3 separate regions of the Pan troglodytes genome follow, and all the other regions are linked to region 1. Evidence: chromatin contacts called from public Hi-C and HiChIP or PLAC-seq data. All regions are on one chromosome and are shown on one strand. Each heading gives the region's core, a stretch centred on a gene start, on an enhancer-like site or on the middle of the called end of the contact. The rest is flanking DNA. Distances are from core to core; before and after follow the strand shown.

Evidence for each region. Hi-C and Micro-C count contacts between places; a contact is called where the count stands out from the background. HiChIP or PLAC-seq counts read pairs in DNA pulled down with a chosen protein or histone mark.
Region 2: an H3K4me3 HiChIP or PLAC-seq map of stem cell-derived excitatory neurons shows a contact between it and region 1, with 2.1 times the contacts expected there. The contact joins the promoter of BPHL here to the promoter of NQO2 in region 1. A contact is called at or near these places in 1 of 7 Hi-C or Micro-C datasets (stem cell-derived neural progenitor cells) and 1 of 1 datasets of contacts at active chromatin or transcription factors (stem cell-derived excitatory neurons).
Region 3: a contact with region 1 is called in a Hi-C map of stem cell-derived neural progenitor cells, with 8 times the contacts expected there. The contact joins the promoter of SERPINB1 here to the promoter of NQO2 in region 1. A contact is called at or near these places in 5 of 7 Hi-C or Micro-C datasets (blood, induced pluripotent stem cells, a lymphoblastoid cell line and 1 more), 1 of 1 datasets of contacts at active chromatin or transcription factors (stem cell-derived excitatory neurons) and 1 of 1 other capture datasets (stem cell-derived neural stem cells).

What each region holds. Positions count from the first base shown.
Region 1 is chr5:8,932,835-8,936,874 of NHGRI_mPanTro3-v2.0_pri, reverse strand. NQO2 (N-ribosyldihydronicotinamide:quinone dehydrogenase 2) reads right to left here and starts at 2,369. Exons shown (of 9, transcript XM_024357009.3): 1 at 2,285-2,369; 2 at 600-782. It also overlaps the pseudogene LOC107975031.
Region 2 is chr5:9,066,918-9,071,198 of NHGRI_mPanTro3-v2.0_pri, reverse strand. BPHL (biphenyl hydrolase like) reads right to left here and starts at 1,699. Exons shown (of 8, transcript XM_009450409.4): 1 at 1,493-1,699; 2 at 550-770. The coding sequence starts at 605.
Region 3 is chr5:8,786,459-8,790,685 of NHGRI_mPanTro3-v2.0_pri, reverse strand. SERPINB1 (serpin family B member 1) reads left to right here and starts at 2,707. Exons shown (of 7, transcript XM_003311015.7): 1 at 2,707-2,950; 2 at 4,181-4,227. The coding sequence starts at 4,189.

The DNA.
Region 1 (4,040 bases), core at 1,120-3,619:
GTTAACCTCATTTGTTGTCAGGGAAAATTAAAACTAAGGGTAGTGTCAGTAGGAATCTTGGTTCCTGCCAGTTTTGTTGTTTGTTAGCATATCTTCCTTTACAGGTAGTATGGTTTCATTTTCGTAAAAATGCTGCATAAACGTAGCTGGGTATGTTACTCATTGCAGTGCCTGCTGATTTCGCTGGACCCCACCCTGCTTTTGCTGCCCAACGCGATAGCATATGGGACAGAGCTAAATTCCTACTCAGCTTTAACTCTGCTTATTTTCAGGAAAAACAATGCCTGTGTTTTGAAGTTCCTTCTTGGGACGAAACCAGCTGAAGCTGGCGAAATCCAAGATGGCGCCTCTGACGAGCCTCTGGCTTTATTATCATCCAGTTCTCATGCTAAACAACACTCCCACCAGCGCCGTGACAATTGACAGTCGCCATGACAACGACTGGAAGAGACCAAGAAGGGACAGAAAAAAAGGGGTTCCTTGATTCCGGGAAAAATCTCCGTTCTTTCCCAAGAAAAGCATGAATATTCCCCCCCGTGCTCTTAATGCCCAGCCCCTTCATTAAAGACACCCTACCTCTGTAACTTCCCAGCTCTCACCAGCTAAGTTGATTTCAGATCTTCCAATTCCAGAGCCATTGAATAAAGCCTGCACTGCTTGACACACTCCCTTTCGGTTTCGTGCATTGGCCTCACCACACAACAGGAAACAATCCTTTTTGGGATAACCGGGACTCCCGGTAACATTTCCATATATACATATCTTAATGTATGCAAGGGCGTCTGGGGGAGAAAGAAGAAGCACATTTCATTCTTTGCTTTCTATAATACTGGATTGCTTGAGTTTGTGACAAGGACACCCGTTAACATTTGCAACATTTTTAAACTAAATTGTATGTATTATAGAACAGTCCTCTGCGCTGAGCTTGGACTTAAAGTGGAAAGGCTTACATTTGCAGAATTAAAAACAGCATCGAAACATTCTGTGGCAAGAAGTCCTGCGAGCCTTCTCGCCCCAGCCCGGTTTCCCGCGGGCCCCAGCCTCATCCCCTAAGGCCCCACCCTGAGAGCCCCCAGGCCCCAGCCGCGTCCTCCTGGACCCCTCCCAGGCGTGGCGAGCCGGGTCGCGGGAGCGCTCCGCCACCAGGGGGCAGTGCGGCGCCGACCGTGGGCTGCTGGCTCGGGCGAGGGCACCCAGGCGCCCTCCGCTGCAGCGGGCTGGGCGCAGAGGGGCGGGCTCTTGCCAGGCAGCAGGCGCTCCGGGCGCAGCTGGGAGGAAGGAACGCCCCCGGGAGTGGGCGGCGGCCGAGGGACCCTGGAACCGTCCTCCCCGGCGGAGGCCCCCGCAGCTCCCGCAGCCCCCCTCATCCCGGACGGGCCGGGGATTGGGACTGGCCTGGGGTCTCCTACTCTCCTACTCCGCGCAGGAAGTAGCCCCTTGGCAGGACCGGCGGTGCCCGCTGCTTTCAGGAGCCCCGAGCCGCTTTTGTCTGGGTGCAGCTCAGCTCACATCCCCGATGCAAGTCTTTCCCGGCTCGTCTCCCCCTTCTTCCCGGAGTCCATGCCTTGCTGTCGGTGACTCATCCCACACTGTGCCCTGCGACTCACCCTGTCGCTTTCTCTGTTCATCGGGGAGCGCGGCGCCATCTCCCTCGAGCCCCGCCTCCCCTACAGTGCTCCGTGCTGAGGTCGCACGTTCTCTCCTCCCTCCAGCTCCCTGGCTCTTGGCCCTTCCCAGGCCACCAGGCGACAGCAGCCTCCGCCTTCATTTCCTTGGTCATTTCAGGCGCATGCTTGGAGGATTTCAGCATCTGACTCAGCTTCCCCGCCATGCATCCCTCCACCAGCATCCAGTCACACCTCTGCAGCCTTCAGTGTCCTGGAAAGGACTGACCAATCTGACCCATTAGAACCTACCCAGACCAATTTGAAGGCCACTGCCGCTCAACCGTGGCCACCCACTCCTGCCCCACCTGGAGCCCCAAACTGCTCAGTTCCTTCTCTAAAACTCTCCCCTCTTTTGTTTGTTGTGAATAACTGTCTTCCCTGGTTCTTTCCACACCTCTCTGGCCTCTCCTTGTCTTTTTCTAGTTCTTTTTTTCTCTATTCTCCCTTATGCACTGGCCTTGCTGGAGGTCCCTGCTCTCCCTGCAAAACCTCACCACACCCTTGACTTCAGCTATATCCATTTCACCTCACGTTGACATCTGGTGCCTAGACCTCTCTCCCGAGCCTTCCACACCATGCCAAAAATGAAATTCATTTTCTCCTCTAAATTTGCTCACCTTTTTGTTTTCCCAATCTTATTTATTGTCACAGCCATTCCCCTGCTGGTCCAAGTCAGTAGTCTGAGAGTCATGCTAGACTCCTCCTTCCTTATCTACCCATCCACCAATCCCCAAGCCCTGTCTATCCTCCTTTTTTTTTTTTTCCAGTCAGAGTCTTGCTGTGTTGCCCAGGCTAGAGTGCAATGGCACGATCTCGGCTCACTGCAATCTTTGCCTCCCGGGTTCAAGTGATTCTCCTGCCTCAGCCTCCTGAGTAGCTGGGATTACAGGCGCATGTCACCACGCCCAGCTAATTTTTGTATTTTTAGCAGAGATGAGGTTTTGCCATGTTGGCCAGGCTGGTCTTGAACTGCTGACCTCGTGATCCGCCTGCCTCTGCCTCCCAAAGTGCTGGGATTACTGGCATGAGCCACTGTGCCTGGTCGTCTATCCTCCTTTTTAAACAGCTCTGCCATGTGTGCCTGTCTCCCCTGACAGCTCACCCTCATGCTATTTGTCCACATTGCTGCAGAGTAGTCTTTTGCATACACCAGGAGTTCCCAACCCCCGGGCCACAGACCTGACTGGTCTGTAGCCTGTTAGGAACCAGGACACAGAGCAAGAGGTGAGCCACCAGTGAGTGAGCTAGTGAAGCTTTATCTGTATGTGCAGCTGCTCCCCATTGCTTGCATTACCACCAGAGCTCTGCCTCCTATCAGATCAGGCAGCATTAGATTCTTATAGGAGCACAAACCCTACTGTGAACTGCACACATAAGGGATCTAGGATGTGCGCTCCTTATGAGAATCTAATGCCTGATAATCTGCCGTTGTCTTCATCACCCCCAGATGGGGCCAGATAGTTGCAGGAAAACCAGCTCAGGGCTCCCACTGAAAATAAAGTGCACAAGAAGTGTCATATGCTTGAATCATCCCGAAACCATCCTCTGCTGTCCAAGGAAAAATAGTTTTCCACAAAACCCCTCCCTGGTGCCAAAAAGGTTGGGATGGTTGCCATACATAACTCTGATGATGAGACCACGAAGCTCAGAATCCTCCAGAGGCTCTCCACTGCCTGTAAGATGAAATAAAACTTATGGGTGTGACTTATCCATAAGGGCCCAGTCTAAACTGCCTCATATTTAATTATATAGTAAGCTATTTGTTTCCTCAAACGTATATATTTTGGCCCATTTCCCAGTCTCCTAGGTTGGAATATGCTCTGTGTGTCACCTGGCCAGCTCACGCTCTTTCTCATTCTCAGCTCAAGTGTTAGGGACTCTATGACACCTTTCTTGATTCTCCCAGTCAGACATATTGTTGCTACTTTTTCTGAACACTTATCCTTTTATCCTTAGCACCACTAAAGCACATATCACATCAGATTTCACTTGTTTGCACATCTGTCTGGCATCTTGAGCCCAGGGACCGTGTCGCCTGTCTTCATGTCCCCAGGCCCTAGTGTAGCTCCCAGCCTATAGTGAGTGCAGAATAAAAGTCTGTAGAATGAGGCCAGGCGCGGTGGCTCATGCCTGTAATCCCAGCACTTTGTGAGGCCAAGGTGGGCAGATCACGAGGTCAGGAGTTTGAGACCAGCCTGACCAACATGGTGAAACCTCGTCTCTACTAAAAATACAAAAAATAGCCGGGTGTGGTGGCACGCGCCTGTAATCCCAGCTACTCAGGAGGCTGAGGCAGGAGAATCGCTCAAACCTAGGAGGTGGAAGTTGCAGTAAGCTGAGATCGCGCCGCTGCACTCCAGCCTGTGCAACAGA
Region 2 (4,281 bases), core at 450-2,949, 130 kb before region 1:
AGTCAGTCTCAAAAAAAAAAGAACTATATTGGTACAATCACAGTAACTTATTTCGATGCCTTTCTGCAGACAGGAAACTGGAAAAAATAATCATTTTCACTGTTAATTTATACAGCTGTAGCCAGTAACATGTTTTTCCATCTATCAAAATAGCCCTGACCATCTTATAATAATTCTAAAATTAAAGGAGCTAGTCAATTGCAATATGAAATTTTAAAAGCTGGTCAGATTTGCCCTCTTTTCTCCTTCTAAATCAAGTTTTCAAACTAAAAGTTTCTATGTTGGATCAAGTACAGTTCTAAACGCTGTGTATTTATCTAGTACTGACTTTATGAAAGTAGCCCATCAACAGTCAACTGCGCACATGCACTGTGTACGTTCGTTGTATACGTGTGTTTGCATGTGTGTAGGGATGTATGTAGAGAATAAAGTAAAACAAGCTTCATGCCGCTCTATCCACATTTCTGCCCAGTATCTCTTGGGACCAAGAGTATCCATTTTCAAGACAGAAGGTCAGAAATTAATCCAGTTTTTTTGTTATTGTTTTACCTGAAATGGGGGGACAGGTGGGAGGACAAAAGAGAATAAAGCAGATTCCTGGGCATCTCCACACATGTAGATCAGATCCTCTGGGAGTGAGGCCCAGGATTCTGAATTTTCAGTTCCCAACGTGATTCTTTTGCACATTAAGATCAGCAAGCAAAGAGAAGACTTAGGGCTCTCGGGGCCCGTGATTAAAGCCTTAGCGGTACTCAGGCTCAGGCTGATTTCTGACATAAGAGAAAGAAGAGATTATTGTCCTTATGCCCTTAGTGTGGACTCTGGACAGAGCAATGGACTAATGAGGGCGTTGGGATTCTAGTCCGTGCTCCGTCACGGGTGAGTCCATACTACAGGCAAATGTATCTCCCTGGGTCTCTCTGGTCTGCACACTGAAGGGGCTGCACTCTATAGCCCAAGCCTCCACGGCTCCAGACTCCTTGAACTGAGGCTGACCGAGGCGCATGCACGATCGAGGGGCTCGAGCACCAAGCGCGGCTGGCCCCCAGGATCGGGGTCTCGCGGCACAAAGGGCGACAGGGCAGCCAGGCCGCGCCCACGCCCCGTGCCCGCGCGCCGGGAACTCCTGCTGTCGGCACGCGCCCCTCCCGCCGCCCCTCGAGCGCGCCGATGCTGGGGATCCCCGGGGCGAGGTGGCCGCCATTACCCGAACGCGGCCGCGGGTCCGGCCCGTGGGACGTGGATCCCGGGCTTCAGCGCTGAGAGCAGCAGCCGCAGGCGCAACACGCCCCGGCCGCCCAGCACAGCCACCATGGTCACAGGTCGCGTAGCTGCCGGGAGCGCGCATGCGCTAAGACCAAGCGCGGTACCCGGCCCACTCTGCCCCGAAGCCACGCCCTCTGCTCCGCCCATCTCGCCTCTCCATCCTGCTCCGCCCTCTGCCCGCCCCGCCCCGAAGCCACGCCCTGCCGGGTGCTTTCCCATGGGCGACCGAAACTCGGCTCGTGGTTTCGCAGTCCTGGAACGGCCGGCACCCGCGTAGACCGTCCCCTCTCGGTGCTGGCTCTGGCTCCCGGGACGAGTGTCCCCGTCGGCGCTGCCCCGCCCTCGCTCGTCGCCTCAGCGACCATGGCTTTTCCAGGAGGCGAGGCCGCCAGCCATAGCGCCTTCGCTGCGTGGGCGTCCAGGCGGGGCTCCGGAGTGGGCGGGGCTCCGGAGTGGGCGGGGCTCCGGCTCTAGGCAGGCTGCTATGTTGGATCAAGTAAAGTTCTAAACGCTGTGCACCTATCTAGTACTGACTAGTACTAGGAAGTGTATTTGCTTTTCAGAGATGATGGGATCTAAATTTTGTTTATACCACTTCACACCCATTAGGATGGCTACTAGCAAAACCCCCAGAAATTAGTGTTGGTGAAGATGTAGAGAAATTGAAGCCCTTGTATATTGCTGTTGGGAATGTAAAATGGTGCAGCCACTGTGATGAACAATACTGCGGTTCCTCAACAAATCAGTTATATGATCCAGCATTTTCTTTTCTGGGTATATAACCCAAAAGAATTTAGAACAGGGTGTACAAGAAGAAATGTTTTTACACTCACGTTGACAGCGGCACTATTCACAATAGCCAAAAGGGTGGAAGCAATTTAAGTGTCCAAAAACAGATACATGGATAAGCAAAATGTTGTCTGTGCATGCAAGGGAACGTTTTTTAGCCTGAACAAAGAACGAAATTCTGACACTTGCTACTACATGGATGAACCTGGAGGACACTATGCTGAGGGAGGTAAGCCAGTCAAAAAAAGACAAATACTGTGTGATTCCACTTATATAATAAGGTACCTAGAGGAGTCAAACTTATAGGGACAGAAAATAGAATGGGGGTTGTTGAGGGCTGGTGGAAGGGGGAATGGAAAGTTGGTGTTTCATGGGGACAGAGTTTCAGTTTGGAGAGATGAAAAAGTCCTGGGGATGGATTTTGGTGATGCCTGCATTACATTGTGAGTGTACTTACTGCCACTGAACTACACACCTAAAAGTGGTTTAAGTGGTAAGTTTTATGTATGTTTTACCACAATTAATTTTTTTCTTTTGGCTGTATAATTGCAGCTTTATAAAGGTTATAGACATTATCTAATTGAAATCTCAGTGGAGAAAAAAAACAACTATTTCTTTTTAAGTCAATCGTTCTGCCTTAATTGGAAATAACTGGCAGATTTGTGGCTACTGTTGTAGCCTTGGCTTGAATAATTGGAGACAACAGCTTCTTTGCATATTGCATTTCTTTTCCTCCAAGAGACCTTTTTGGTGTAACAGTCAGTCCTGTGAGCACAGTGCTTGTAGGTGTTACACTCATAGAAATTTCTGTCACCTGCAGTGTCCTCACTGGCCCATTGGGCTTTCTTGAGTAGTAAAGGCAGTTTTGGCCTAAATACAGACTATGCAAAAGTTTTCATATTCTACTCTCAACATAAATCTATCACATTAATTCCTGCATAAAAGGAAAGAGACATATATAATGTTTGAGTTTAATATCATTTGACTTTCAGAAATCTTTGGTGAGGTCAGTATTTCCTTTTTTCCTGATATGTTGATTGGGGTTTCATCTCAGAAATGATAAAAATAGCTGTCTGTACAGTTTCAACACCAGTTACCCTTGTGCTAATAAAAAACGGTAGCACTGAGTTTTAGGTTATTGGTGTCACAATTTTTTTTTTTTTTTTTTGAGACGGAGTTTTGGTCTTGTTGCCCAGGCTGGAGTGCAATGGCGCAATCTCAGCTCACTGTAACCTCTGCCTCGCAGGTTCAAGCAATTCTCCTGCCTCAGCCTCCTGAGTAGCTGAGATTACAAGCACCCGCCACCATGCCCGGCTAATTTTTGTAATTTTAGTAGAGACGAGGTTTTGCCATGTTGGCCAGGCTGGTCTCAAACTCCTGACCTCAGGTGATCCACCCGCCTCAGCCTCCTAAAGTGCTAGGATTACAGGTGTGCGCCACCGCGTCCAGCGTGGTGTCACTATTTTTAAGTAACATACCTGACAACCAGTTCTTTATATATAGCAAGATTGTACAGTTTAAAAAAACTGCCATTTTTGTGCCAGGCACCTTACGATGCATCATATTTCTTTAATCTTCACATCAGCCTTCTGTGCTATTGCACTCTTCATTTATAGATGAGGCAACTGAGGCTAAGAAAGGTTAGGAAGCAAGCCCTAGGTAACACAGCTGAAAAGTAATTTTGAGCTGCTCAATTTCAGGACTCTATACTTGGATAATGACAGCGAAAGGTTAGGAAGCAAGGCCTGGGTAACACAGCTGAGAAGGGGCAGAGGGGAGTTTTGAGCCGCTCAATTTCAGGACTCTATACTTGGATAATGATGGCGAAAGGTTAGGAAGCAAGGCCTGGGTAACACAGCTGAGAAGGGGCAGAGGGGAGTTTTGGGCTCTCAATTTCAGGACTCTATACTTGGATGATGATGATTGCTATTATTATTGAGGCACGGTGTGATCACAGCTCCCCACAGCCTCAAACTCCTGGGCTCAAGTGATCCTCCCACCTTAGCCTCCCAAGAAGCTAGGACTACAGGCATACACCACCACACCTGGCTAGTATTTTTTAATGTTTTTGTGGAGATAGGGTCTTGCTGTATTGTCCACACTGGTCTCGAACTCATGGCCTCAAGCGATCCTCCCAGCTTGGCCTCCCAAAGTGCTGGGATTACAGGCATGAGCCACTATACCTGGTCGTATACTTGGATTATTACATATTGTAAAGATCACTGT
Region 3 (4,227 bases), core at 1,458-3,957, 150 kb after region 1:
GGCTGGGAAGTCCAAGGCTGGGAAGTTCGAGATCTGCAGGTGCAGACTCAGTGTCTGATGAGGGCATTTTCTTGTGGTGTTCTCATTTGGTGGGAAAGGCAGAAGGGACAAATGCTGTGTCCTCACCTGACAGAACAGATGTTATGGGCTGAATGTGTCTCCCCAAAATTCATATGTTGAAACTTTATCACCAATGTGATAGTATTAAGAGGTAGAGCCTTAAGAAGTGCTTAAGTCATGAGGGCAGAACCGTCATGGGTGGGATTTGGGCCCCTGAGGGAGTGCGTTCATCCCTTTCCATCCCTCCCACTGCCACGTGAAGATACAGTATATTTCCCCCTTGGATGCAGCAACAAGGTGCCATTTTGGAAGCAGAGAGCAGCCCACACCAGGCACCAAATATGTGGGTGCCTTATTCTTGGACTTCCCAGCCTCCAGAACTGTGAGCAATACATTTCTGTTTTTAATAAATTGCCCAATCACAGGTATTTATTTATAGCAGCACAAATGGACTATGACAGAAATTGATACTGAGAATGGGATGTTGCTATAACTAATACCTAAATATGTGGAAACAGCTTTGAAACTGAGTAATGGGTAGAGGCTGGAAGAATTTGGAGATGCATGCTGGAAAAAGCCTGTATAGACATGAACAGAGCTTTAAGGGAAATTAAGGGTGAGGGCTCAGAAGACAAGGAGAACTGTAGGGAGAGCCTAAATCATCTTAGAGATTAATTAAGTGGTCTGGTCTTGATCAGAATGCGGTTAGAAGTATAGATGGTAAAGACACTTTTGATGAGATCTTAAAAGGAAACTGGAGGAAAGGTCATCCTTGTTACACAGTGGCAATGAACTTGGCTGAATTGTGTATATGTCCTAGTGTTTTCTGAATGGCAGAACTTAAAGGCAATAAACTAGGATATTTGATGGAAGAAATCTCTGAGCAAAGCGTTGAGAGTGCAGCATGGCTTCTCTTGACTGCTTGTAGTAAAATGTGAGCAGAGAGAATGAATTAAAGACGAAGTTTATAATCAAGAGGGAAGCAGAGCTTAAAGTTTTGGAAAATTCTCAGCCTGGCCATGTAAAGAATGAAAAGGCATGTTTGGGAGGGAACACCAAGAGCGCTGCCAGGTTCACATTTGATAATGAGATGAGTATGTGTAGAAGGAAGCCAGATGCTATTTATCAAGACAATGGAAGAATGAACCCAAAGGCATTTCTGAGGTTACTGGTGCTGGATTCTCATCCCTGTCCCAGAGTGCCAGGACCCTGAGGGCAGAATAGTTTTAAGGGAGGACTCAGGACACCATGGAACCTTGGGGCTTGCTGCCTAGGGCTGCCTCAAGTCTCTGCCCCCCCACCCCCCACATTCTGGTGCAGCACTCTTTGGCCACCATCCCAGGTGTGGCTTATGCAGGCCCTTGTCAGGCCACCCTTCCTGTAAGCCTTGGCAGAGTCCACGTGATGCTAACTCTGCAGGTGCACAGAGTGCACGAACTGTGGAGACACAGCCACCTCCACCTAGATTTTGAAGGATGTGTTGGGGACCCTGGGGGCCCAGTCTGAGAATTGTCACTGAGGTGAGGCTGCTGCAGAAAACCCTCACTAGGGCAATGTTTAGTCGAGCAGTGGGATTGGGGCCACTGCAGAGAGCCCCAACTAGAGTAATATCTAGTGGAGCTGTGGGAACAGGGCTGTCCCTGAGAACCCAGAACTGTCCAGCCACCAGCATGCAAGTCTATCCTGGGAGAGCCTAGACCTCAACCTGTGAGAGCTGCTGCATGTGTTGCACCTGGCAAATCCATGGGAGTGGATCCCCTGGACCCTAGGGGACCCAGTCCCCACCCCCATGTGCTCGGAATGGGGGACACAGCATCAAAGAAGATTATTCTGAAGCCCCAAGATTTAATGCTGTTTGCCTTGTTGGGTTTGGACTTACTTGGGACCAGATACTCCTTTCTTCTTGCCTGCTTCTCCCTTTGGGAATGGGAATGTACGTCCTATGCCTGTCTCACCACTGTATTTTGAAGGCCTGTAACCTATTTGATTTCACGGGCTCATAGCTGGAGGGGAATTTCACTTAGGATGAATTGTACTTTGAATCTTATGCCTTTCTAATTTAGAAGATATTTAGGTGACACTTTGGACTTACATTTTAAAGTTGATACTGGAACTTTGGAGGCCACTGGGATACAATGCATGCATTTTGCATGTGAGAGGGGTATGAATTTGGAGGGCCGGGGCAGAATGCTATGCTTTGAATGTCTGTGTTCCCTGCAAAATTCATGCTGAAACAATCCTCAATGCAATACTAACAGGTGGTGCCTTTAGGAGGTGATTGGATTATGAGGGCACCTTCCTCATGAATGGGATTGGCCCCTTATACGAGAGACTTCACATGAGATTTGGCCCCTTTTGCCCTTCCACTTTCCACCATTGAGGACGCAGCAGCAAGCTGTCATCTTGGAAACACAGAGCAGGTGTTTGGAACTGGTTCTGTTTCATCTGATTCTGGGGGGCCCCTCTTTTTCCCTGTGCAAGATCCCCAAATTTGCTTCCTTCTCTCAAAGAAAGCTCCCAATATAGATGGGACTCAAAGGGAGTCATTTGCCCTCTAAGAGGTGTCACAATATGTCGTCTCAGTCATTCACACCTTAGTAAGAAAAAGCTTTTCAGGTCCTTGCCAGAGATTCGGGGAAAGGCTTTGAACTGAGAAAGGCGCCGCTCCCCTGAGGAGGGCGCTGCCCGGAAGCCACGCTCACTTCTGCTTGCACTTAGGCAACCTCGGGAGCTCGGACTCCTACGCAGTCACCGGGAAGGGCCGCCGCCCCGCCCGCGGCTGCTGGCCCGGGTGACACTTCCGCATGCTATAAGAGCAGCGGCCCTTGGTGCCTCCTTCCTGACCTCGCACCCAGCTCGGAGCCCGGAGCGTGCCTCGGCGGCCTATCGGGTAAGGCCGGGCCTCGGAGCGGTGGCGCGGGGGCGGGCTGCGGGGAGAGGCCAGGCTCCCTCGCTCAGCTTCCAGCCCAGCACCCACCACCCCCCAGGCTCAGGCCCATCAGACCCGCAGCTCCCTGCGCTCCGCCTCCCCGCCAGCTTCGCGCCCCCATCCCTTCCGGGCGCCCCGTCTGAGACAGAAGACCTCTGATCCCCCGCCCCCGCCTGGGTACAGGCCGGGCCAGCCTGCGAGGGAGGGAGGGAGGGAGGGAGGGAGGAAGGACGACAGATGCAGGCGGAAGGCAAGACTGAAACCTGAGATCAGAATGTTGTCCCTTCTCCCTGAATTCCCTTCCCCCCAGAGCTGTTTGTGACAGTTTCCAGGCAGCCCAGGGCCAAGCCGCGGCTCCTATCTGCAGCTGCAGGGAGAGAGAGGAGGAACCCCGTGCGATTCTAGAGACGATTTCACGACAAGGAGAAATCAGCTCTGTGCTTACATGCCGAGCAGCCAGCACAGTTCTTCTTTGCCTGTCCTCGGGGGAAATCAGGGCTCTGAGAGTGGAGATCGAGATGGGCTAGTGGGTGGCGGATGGGACGCTGCACCGCCAGACCCTGGACTGTGGTGGGTTTCCAAACTGGCACATCCTACACCGGCTCTGAGACTGTGGGCACTGGACCTCATACCTTTTGAACCTCAAAAATAAGGAAGAATTATATTATTATAATAATTACAGTGATACCTTTGCTGGAGTTTTAATGCATAGTAGGTAGCTGAGTCTCTGATAGAAGGCTCTTAGTTCAGGTGAAGGTAGGCAATGGATTCATTGCCCAATGAATCAGAGACTTGAATCAAAGGCTCAGAAGCACGTGCGCTCCCACACATAGGTTGGGAGGACCCAGGGCTGGGTGGATCCTCCCACCCCGCTAAAGCTGGGGTGGCTGGGGCCTGCCTGACCCCCACCCCACCCCCAGACTCACCTGTCTGCAAGGTCAGAGCCCTTTAGGGCACCCTGGGTGCCCTAAAATCCCCTGTAACTGCGGAGTCCTTGGCCAGAATAGTTCCACATTTGTGGGCCTGGGAAAGTGTTCTTGCCCTGCTGGAATAAAAAAGCGGGGAGAAAGTACAAGATCCAGGATGCCTCAGGGCGGTTGGCAGAAATTGAGGAAGCTTCTGGAGAAATAGTGCTGCCTAATCTGCTGGCGTGGGCAGTGGGCACCATGGGGACCCTGTTCTGTGTTGCAGTTTTCACCATGGAGCAGCTGAGCTCAGCAAACACCCGCTTCGCCTTG